Linked DNA regions of Mus musculus: region 1 is linked to region 2. A link is a contact called in public HiChIP or PLAC-seq data. All regions are on one chromosome and are shown on one strand. The core of a region is the stretch at or near the end of the contact, and the rest is flanking DNA. Distances in the headings are between cores, read along the strand shown. Region 1 has its middle 73 kb from the start of Gm52008. Region 2 has its middle 250 kb from the start of Gm52008.

Region 1 (4,171 bases), core at 727-3,226, 180 kb before region 2:
GAACATTAGCTGTCTCAACCGCTCCTCGTGGGGACTGAAGGGCCAGGCCTGCCCATCCCTGTCCAGATGTTTGGGCAGGTTGCCAGGATGTGTGCAGAAAACTGCCATTCATTTAACTAAGGTGTAATAAGCATTAATGAAGCCTCCGTTCTTGGTGTTTTGTTTAGTTTACAAAAATGTCTCAGATCACAGGTGACTTTGGGGAGAAGTGTCCTGTGATGTGTCCCTGGGTACCACCCCACAGATACCAGCACTCCTTTGATTGATGGCCTCTAGGAGACCGGGAATAATCCCTGAGCATCTCTGGTGTCTGGGCTGCCTTTTGTTTCACAGAGAAAGCCAATCTATGTGGCCTGGGAAGGTGTCAACCCCAGATACTCCATTTTACCCATCCTGACTACGGCCTTGGGCGAGCCTCATAGTTCATCGCACTTCTCCATTTACAAAGGGTAAACTGAAGCTTGCCTTTGATAAAAACCTACAGAGCCAGAGAATGTCTGTAGGTCCAGAGCTCCAGTAGCACAGGCTGGGCCTTGCACAGTCTTGGCCTTCCAGACTGAAGTTCCCTACCGGGCTGAGGATGTCTCAAGAATTACATAGCTGCCCCACCGTAGAAGGAAGAGGTGGGGGCAGGCTGTGTGAAGGGCACCAGAATGAAACTTGAAAGGAGACCGAACAGAAACTCGAAACAAGGTGAGCTGGCTGCTGCGTCCTGGCCTGGAGGAAGCCGTGGGCCGCAAGCTTGAGACCTAGGGCTAGAGGCCTGGCCAGCACCTTTGATGGGGCCAGCCATGGGCCTGGCTCAGCAGTTCCTCCCCACTCACCTCGGAACCAACGAAGCGCGGGTTGGATTTCGTGAGAAGTGTGTGAACACCCAGCTCAAAGTGAAAGAGCAGGCCGAGAGATTCACACAGCCTGAAACCAAACCGGGAAACAAAGGCACAGACTATGTATGCCCGCCAGCTCTCCCACCCGCTTGCCCTGCCTGCTATCCACGACCACCCTCCAGCTAACCTTGAATCTAGATGTCCCGAAAGGCAGGATGGGGCACTGCAAGCAACACTGGGTTCCTAGAACTGGCTAGAATTCTAGATCTATCTTTTCGTGCCTTACATCTTGGGATTAGTGGTAGTACATCTCTGAGCTTCTTGATGAGGCTGCTAATCGCAATGTCAGTGTGTGAGAAAATGGCTGTCCCCTCTATGTTCCCAAGCATCCTTTAACTCTCCTCAGGGTCAATTTTAACCCTTCGTCTGACAATAACATTGAAACGTCTGTCTCTTCATTTCTTTCACTTTGCCTTTTTTTTTTTTTCCGGAAACAGAATTTCTCTAGGTAATTCAAATTTGCATTGAATTTACAATCCTGTCTTCCCGGCACCAGGGCTGTGTGATAGGCAAGTCTGGCCACGCACAGTTTGGTACCTTCAATTTTCCAAAAGCTCTGTTGAGATATTTCACAGGTTCTAAGACTCACTATTGCCAAGTATGCTCACTTCGGGTTTTAGGGAGGAAAGCAGATGCAGGAAGAGGCAGAGATCCTATGCTGGGCCTCAGGGATGAAGAACCATCTCTGGGGTCACACCCCTCCGTTACAGGCACATAGCTCACCAGTGTGTGTGTGTGTGTGTGTGTGTGTGTGTGTGTGTGTGTGTGTGTAAATCAGCAAAACTTTAATATTTCCCAAAGCTCACGGAGGGAAACCTTCAGCTTTCCCTTGCCCTAAGCATTTGCAATGAAACCCCTGACTCCGTTTCCCAGGACGCAGGCGACCTCCAAGGATGCCACCCACTTGTCACTTCTGCTTTTTGCTTTGTTTTTGGCCGCTTCATATGTGCAGACAATATGTTGTGATTGTATTTGCCCCATCACCCTCTCAAAGCCGCCCACCCCCTTTCCCTCTCAACCCCTCCCTGGAGGCTACACCATTAGACAAATGAGAGCCTCTCTTATAGCACCAATCAGCAGCCTTCGGCTTCTCAGGAAGGGGCGGGGCTCCAACACTGTGCTAAGTCGAAGGACCCAACCTGTGCAGGGGTCCTTAGCTGCTGCGCACACATGGTGCAAAGATTACACTGTATCCAAACAGCCGCATTTTCTCACAACGCTCTTCTCTGTCCTCCTGCTCTTTCCCTTCTGTGCCATTTTCTGGGCTTTGAGGTAAGAAGCGGCTTCAGGTAAATGAGCGACGCGTGTTCCAATCCTTGGAGCCTCTCTCTGCCTTGCCCAGCTTGACTACGTTCTCTTTCACGGGTCTCATCCCTCTCCCCACGTGTCTGACTCCTTCCTTTGCTCCTGGACCCCAATGAAACCTAGCCGCCTCAGAGTCCCTCGGGCTGCGAGCTGTGAGCGATTTGGTGATCTCTAGCCCCTCTCAAAGCGCCCAACTCCCCCTGAATCTTCAGAAGGATTTCTGCCTTCATGTTCCCTCCACCAATCCCCTCAGCAGAATATGAACCCCAGGAATGAGATGAACCGGGTCCTTCTTCCCCCTCTGCCTGAGAGAGAGGGGCCCTGAGAGTTTGTACGATGGAGATGATGCATAGTCTCTTCTCGGTTCTGAGTCCTTTATCCCACGTTCCCTGGTGATGTACCCCAAATACCTCTGAGCTTCTCTCCGCTTCCCTGAAAGCTGGGGAGGCACCTTGCTTGGGACAGTACACATGGTCATCAGGTACTGACAGCTGGTTGCCTGTCAGTTGAAAAATCATCCATCTGCCTTCCTCTTCCCTTTTCAGGACACTGAGAGATGGTCTGAGATGTAAAATTAGCCCTGTAACAAGAGATGAGTCTTCCTAAAAGTCAGATGATCATGCCAGAACCCTTTGACTGGGGACCAATGGAAACGGTCCATGACCCCAGTGTAGCCTGTGGGCCCTTGTCACTGTGGCAACAGTAGGGGAAAATATCATTCAGGTCTTATTGTTAGTCTCCTTGCAAATTGTCTGAACAACTTTTTATATTGTCTTAGAAACGTGCAGTGCTGTGTGCTTGTGTTCTTTGTTCTTGACTCTTTCCTTTTTAGCACTCAAAGGAAGCCTACTCGAAACAAACTGAGGGCAATCTGCCAGTTTCTCTAACCCTGAAAGAAGAGAGACAGAAAACACACACACACACACACACACACACACACAGAGAGAGAGAGAGAGAGAGAGAGAGTCAGGCAGGCAGGCATGGTTAAAAGGCAGGCAGCCGCTTTCCCCAGTCCTATCTCTGTGCATCAGAGATGCAGGTGAGGAACCAGGGCTGTAGATAGATGTTCATGGTCCCTCTGGATCTGTAGAAGTCATTGAGAAACAAGCCTGGGGTCAGCTGCAAAGATGAGAGCATGGCTCTGGGCGGGCTCCATCCTCAGGACCAAGCTGCACCAAGTACAGGAAGCTGGTTCTGAAATCAGTGGTCTCGTCTCCTCGAGGATGAGCTGGGAACTCCCTCTCTTCTGAGCATGCCTGGTTGGTCACAGTTGGCAACAGCATGGAAATGTCAAAAGAGCCCTGTTTGGAATTGTGACTACTTTGGTTTGATTATAGCCTTGCCCCTTGCTCAGGACTGGAGGCTAGCTCAGCGTGTCAGTCTCTTTTTTCTTAAGCTATGGCATATCACATCTACACTTTGGTGAGTGAATCCAGGCTGAGCCATGAAAGGGTCCACCATGCTCATCTCAGACCAGGTCGCTGATAGATGGAAGGCAGCGTGACTGTCTCGACATTTGCTCTCATCTGTGGCCGTGGCCGTGCACAGCATGCTCATTGAGTGCCCTGTGTGTTTGATGTGAGCTCAGAGGCCTGAGACCAACCATGATTCCCGAAGCAGATGTTATTCATTTTCTGAATACATCAGTCTCACTATCACCCAGCACTGTTCAGCATACAGCCTGCCTCCCGCTCTCTGGGAGATAACTCTTTTGAAGCACTAGGAGAGACCGTTATTTAGGAGAGCTGGGGGACCATTTGCCTGTGAGAACACAATGGCAGCCATTATAAAAGCAGAAACAGAGGGTCAGTTCAAGCAGAATTGAGTAGACCAAGATGCCAGCCTATGACCTATGCATGACAAGGCATAGATTAGGTGGTGTGGGAACCAGAATCAGGACGGTGTCCAAGCAGAAGAACACATTCCCAGAGGTATTGGTGACCCTGTCCTGCAACACCTGTACTTCAGCAGACTGAGGC
Region 2 (4,143 bases), core at 729-3,228:
ATTTACAAAGGCCAGAGCTAGACCTGTCCCATGGACTGAAGGTTGTGGGCCCCTGAGATGCATGGCAGAACAGGCCAGCTCTGCAGAGACCCATGGGATTGTCCATACAAAACAGATCCAGCCTGTTTATTAAACCATTATTTAGGGGAACAAGGGTGTCAAGGTCGAAAACACTTCCCTTTGTCTAAGAGCCCATGTCCAGTGTCAACACGGGCTGATGTTATTCACACTTAAAAATGACCTACTGATCCGAAGATTATTAAACATGATTTGAATGGAGAGACAGATCTAATTGCACAGGAAGAGAATTATTTCCCCCCCACAGGGTATATGCTTCCCTCGCAGAGAAGCACGTCAGCTTCCTTGGCAAACGTGCAGGTTCTTAGTAGTCATGCGCAGCACTAATGGATTTACAATTGCAGATCAGTCCTGAACAGGAGCTGGTGATGTTTCAGACTGTGTTGATGATGTCTCTCGTGTGCCTGAACACTCATGCGAGCATTGCTCTCTTCTCCCAGCACAATTAGCGGCAAGCAGACCGCCCATTGTTCATATTAGTGGCAGCTCTGTGATATGGGGGAGAAGTGGCTCACGGGCCGCATCCCTGTCTTTCTAGCCTTAAAGAGCTTGTGCCTGCTGCTGTACACCAGATGAAGCTCTGATCAAGGGCTGGCTGTCTCCACTCAGGACCTTAAGGAAATGTGACACGGGCTCACACTGTGCCCTTGCTAGCTCCAGACCTTCAGTCAGCACCTGTTGCCAATTCCCGACTCCACATTTCTGTGTCAGTGCTGTGGCGCTCCTGACATAGCCGCTGTGGTTCACCTCCATTCCAGCCACCTCACCTTTCCTGTTTCAGATGCAGGTTTGGATTTCCGTAGAACTTTGCCCAGCTCACGCTAAAAAGCCTGGACCTGCGCAGAATTGAAACCAAGCTCTCTACTTGTTCACTGGGTGACCTTGACCAAATTTCTATGCCTGAGTTTTCTCATCGGTGCCAGGGGGTTTCCCTGTTAGGGGCTGAGTTGGGACTGATGCATTCATATGTTAAATCCCTAATGTCTAAAACCCAGCGTGTACAGGCCAGGGTTCTAAAGTGGTGATCGTGTAAACTGCCTTTAGTAGGGTGCACCCTAGTCCTGGGGACTGCTGCTCTGATAAAAGGGGGAAAATATGGACTTGGATAAACAAAAAGGGAAGAGTTGACTAACAACACATGGGAAAGAGCATCAGCAGGCTAAGGAGGGAGGGAGGACTGCAGAAGGAGTCAACCTGCTGACATGCCGACCACCTCGGCCTTCTAAACTGTGAGGCACTAAGGTCTTGTTGCCCATGCCGCCGCACTATGGTGGGCCTACTAAACTAACACTACTCTCAGCCTTCCAGAAGACTGTCCTAAATGATTGAACTGTCACTCTCCATGGTAGTCAGCACACACTATACTCCATTGTGAGACACAACTGCCACAGGCCAGCACGTGCCACAGGCCCAACTTGTGGAACGTGCCTCTTTGGCGCAAGGCTTATTTTGAGCTGGTTTTGTTTGGTTTTGCTTTCTATTTTCTGTTTTTAAGAAATTGTACATACATACAGGGGTCACTTCGAAAATTTCCATGGGAGACATTTACATCTGCGAGTGATTTACTGTGAGTGGGGGCAGTGTGTGTGTGTGTGTGTGTGTGTGTGTGTGTGTGTGTGACCTTTATACCATCGAGAGCAACCCTGAATGACCAGAGATGCTTACCACAGAAGTCTGTTCTACTTAAATCTATAGTACAAAATGTACCCTGGTTTCTTGGTATTTTCCCTGGTTGGTTTATCTCAACTGGACTTACTTCGAGCCCACCCTGCTTTCATTCTTCTCAGGCTTAGAGAAGAGAGTGTTAAAGCCTCAGGTCTAAGATAACACACCGAGATCTCTCCGGAGATCAGCTCTTCTCTGAGCTGTCTCACATCTGTACAGGAAGTAGACCGAGCTGGCATTAAACTTGTGTTTGTTTTTCTCTTTGTTAGCCTGCCTCCAGCGACAAAGGTCTGTCCCCGCTAAGAATGGAGTAGACAGAAACATCACACATCCTTTCTCCCCTACCACATATAACTGATACGCGTGCCCAGGACACCTTTGACTGTGTGACATAGGAGAATCCTTCCCGGGTTTGCCTGGTAGGAAATATGAGCGAGCAAAGCCACCTTTCTGTTTAAATCCAACCAGAGGTGGCATGTTCTTAGAAACTCAAGTTTCCACCATCATGCAGGTGCTGTTGTAAGGATTTATTAGTCTAAACTATACCGATACCCTGTCTCTCTTCTGTGGGAAGTTGAACACCTCTTACGTGCCCTTGACTTTGCTAAAGCCAATGGAAACCAATACTTAATTAATCCTCAGTTTGAAGTTCCTTGGCCCGTGTTGGTTACCATCGAGGGACACTCCCTTGGCTACTAAAGAAACCTCCATATGGTGGTGGTCCAGCTGGCAACCATGAACTGAAATCCATTGTACTGTCTATGCTTAGGATAACAATTTTGGTGGAATTTTGGATTTATATAGCAGACCCCACAAGGTTTGTCTAGAATAGATAGAAAAGTTCAGCTTTAACTAGGTCAATATTTTCCTTACTTTGTGTTCAGCCTGTGGTCTAACAACTAACAGGTCCTCTTTGCAGCCTTGCCAGGAATTAATCTAAATTTATATTTTCCAAAAGATACTACTTGAAAGAGAATGACTTTGAATATCTACATTTGTGTATTTATTTTATGTGTATGTGTGTTCACCTAGATATATGTGCCCTATGGGCATGAAGCAACCTATAGAGGTCAGAAGGGAGTGTTGGATTCCCTAACCTTCTCAAAACGGAAGTTTCTTCTTCTACACCCAGAAACTCATTTTCTTCCCTGTGGCAAACTTAGTGGATCGAAGGACACTATGACAATGGTAAAGATCGAGTGACTGGCAGTGACCTGAGCTTTTAGGTAGATCCTGTCGTGCAGCCTGAGGGGTAAGCACAGATCATCACCTGCTTGTCACCCCCATCCCCACCCCCATTGAATGGCTTGTTCTGGAACGAAGTACTGTCGCCTGTTTCTGTGTGCAGACGAGTGTTCAACATTGCAATGTTTCTCACGAGTGACAAGGACACATGTCTGTGCAAAGAAATTAATGTTCTTGTCACAGCCGACTCCTCTGACATGAACAAGTGGTTCCCATGCCCGTGAGAGCAGAGGTGGCAGATCACAGGGTGGGGGGGGGGGGAAGGGGGCACCCTTAACAGAGGGACCAGGATGTCTCAGCTCCACGCTGCACATGAGGAGAATACAGGCTCTTGCTCTACCCTGACCAGGAAGCAGGGAGAGTCCCTTGCAAAGGATGCTTTTGATCCAAGACAAACAACACAGTCAAAGGCATGCTCCCATCCCCAGACAAGGTAGCTGCTCTGACAAGCATTGCCTGATGGATGAGCTGAGCTCAAAAAGCTTTGTTAGGATCTGTGAATACCTCATGCCTCATGCTGCGCATAGGCTAAGCAAGCAGACCAAGTCACAGCTGCTGTTCACTGTCCACACCACCTCCCTCCCTCTCTCTCTCTCTCTCTCTCTCTCTCTCTGATGTGTGTACGTATGTATGTATGTATGTATGTGTATATGTGTGTGTATGTATGTATGAGTATGCATATGTGTGTATGTCTCTCTGTGTGTATCTCTGTATGTATGTCTGTGTGTGTGTTTGTGTATGTCTGTGTGTGTATGTCTCTGTGTGTGTGCATATATGTATATGTCTCTCTGTGTGTGTATCTCTGTATGTCTCTCTGTGTGTTTGTGTATGTCTGTGTGTATGTCTATCTTTCTCTGTGTGTCTGAATCTCTCTCTCTCTCTCTCTCTCTCTCTCTCTCTCTCTCTCTCTCTCTGTGTGTGTGTGTGTGTGTGTGTGTGTGTGTGTGTGTGTGTACAAATTTAAGCATTGCTCCTCAGTAGTCATCCACCTTGTTTTCTTGAGACACTGTCTCTTTCTAAGACCTAAGATTTTCCAATCAGGTTAGGCTCTCTGTCCAAGTAGCCACAAAGATCTGCCTTTCTATACCTCCCCAGGATTTGGGTTGTGCGTGCTTAGTACCATGTCTGTCTAACCTTAACCTTAACCCTAACCCT

What was found. HiChIP or PLAC-seq counts read pairs in DNA pulled down with a chosen protein or histone mark.
Region 1: an H3K27ac HiChIP or PLAC-seq map of double positive thymocytes shows a contact between it and region 2, with 3 times the contacts expected there. The contact joins two enhancer-like sites. A contact is called at or near these places in 1 of 484 Hi-C or Micro-C datasets (nephron progenitors) and 4 of 115 datasets of contacts at active chromatin or transcription factors (the SCID.adh cell line, double positive thymocytes, memory CD8 T cells and 1 more).

What each region holds. Positions count from the first base shown.
Region 1 is chr12:107,181,520-107,185,690 of GRCm38.p6, forward strand. No RefSeq gene overlaps it. Among named protein-coding and RNA genes, the nearest start is that of Gm52008, 73 kb to the left of the region's middle. Within about 2 kb of position 1,977, at least 39 of the 459 cell types and tissues checked have an H3K27ac peak or open chromatin away from gene starts, as enhancers often do. A contact at or near this core is called in the SCID.adh cell line, double positive thymocytes, memory CD8 T cells and 1 more, where this site is marked.
Region 2 is chr12:107,360,308-107,364,450 of GRCm38.p6, forward strand. No RefSeq gene overlaps it. Among named protein-coding and RNA genes, the nearest start is that of Gm52008, 250 kb to the left of the region's middle. Within about 2 kb of position 1,979, at least 33 of the 459 cell types and tissues checked have an H3K27ac peak or open chromatin away from gene starts, as enhancers often do. A contact at or near this core is called in the SCID.adh cell line, double positive thymocytes, memory CD8 T cells and 1 more, where this site is marked.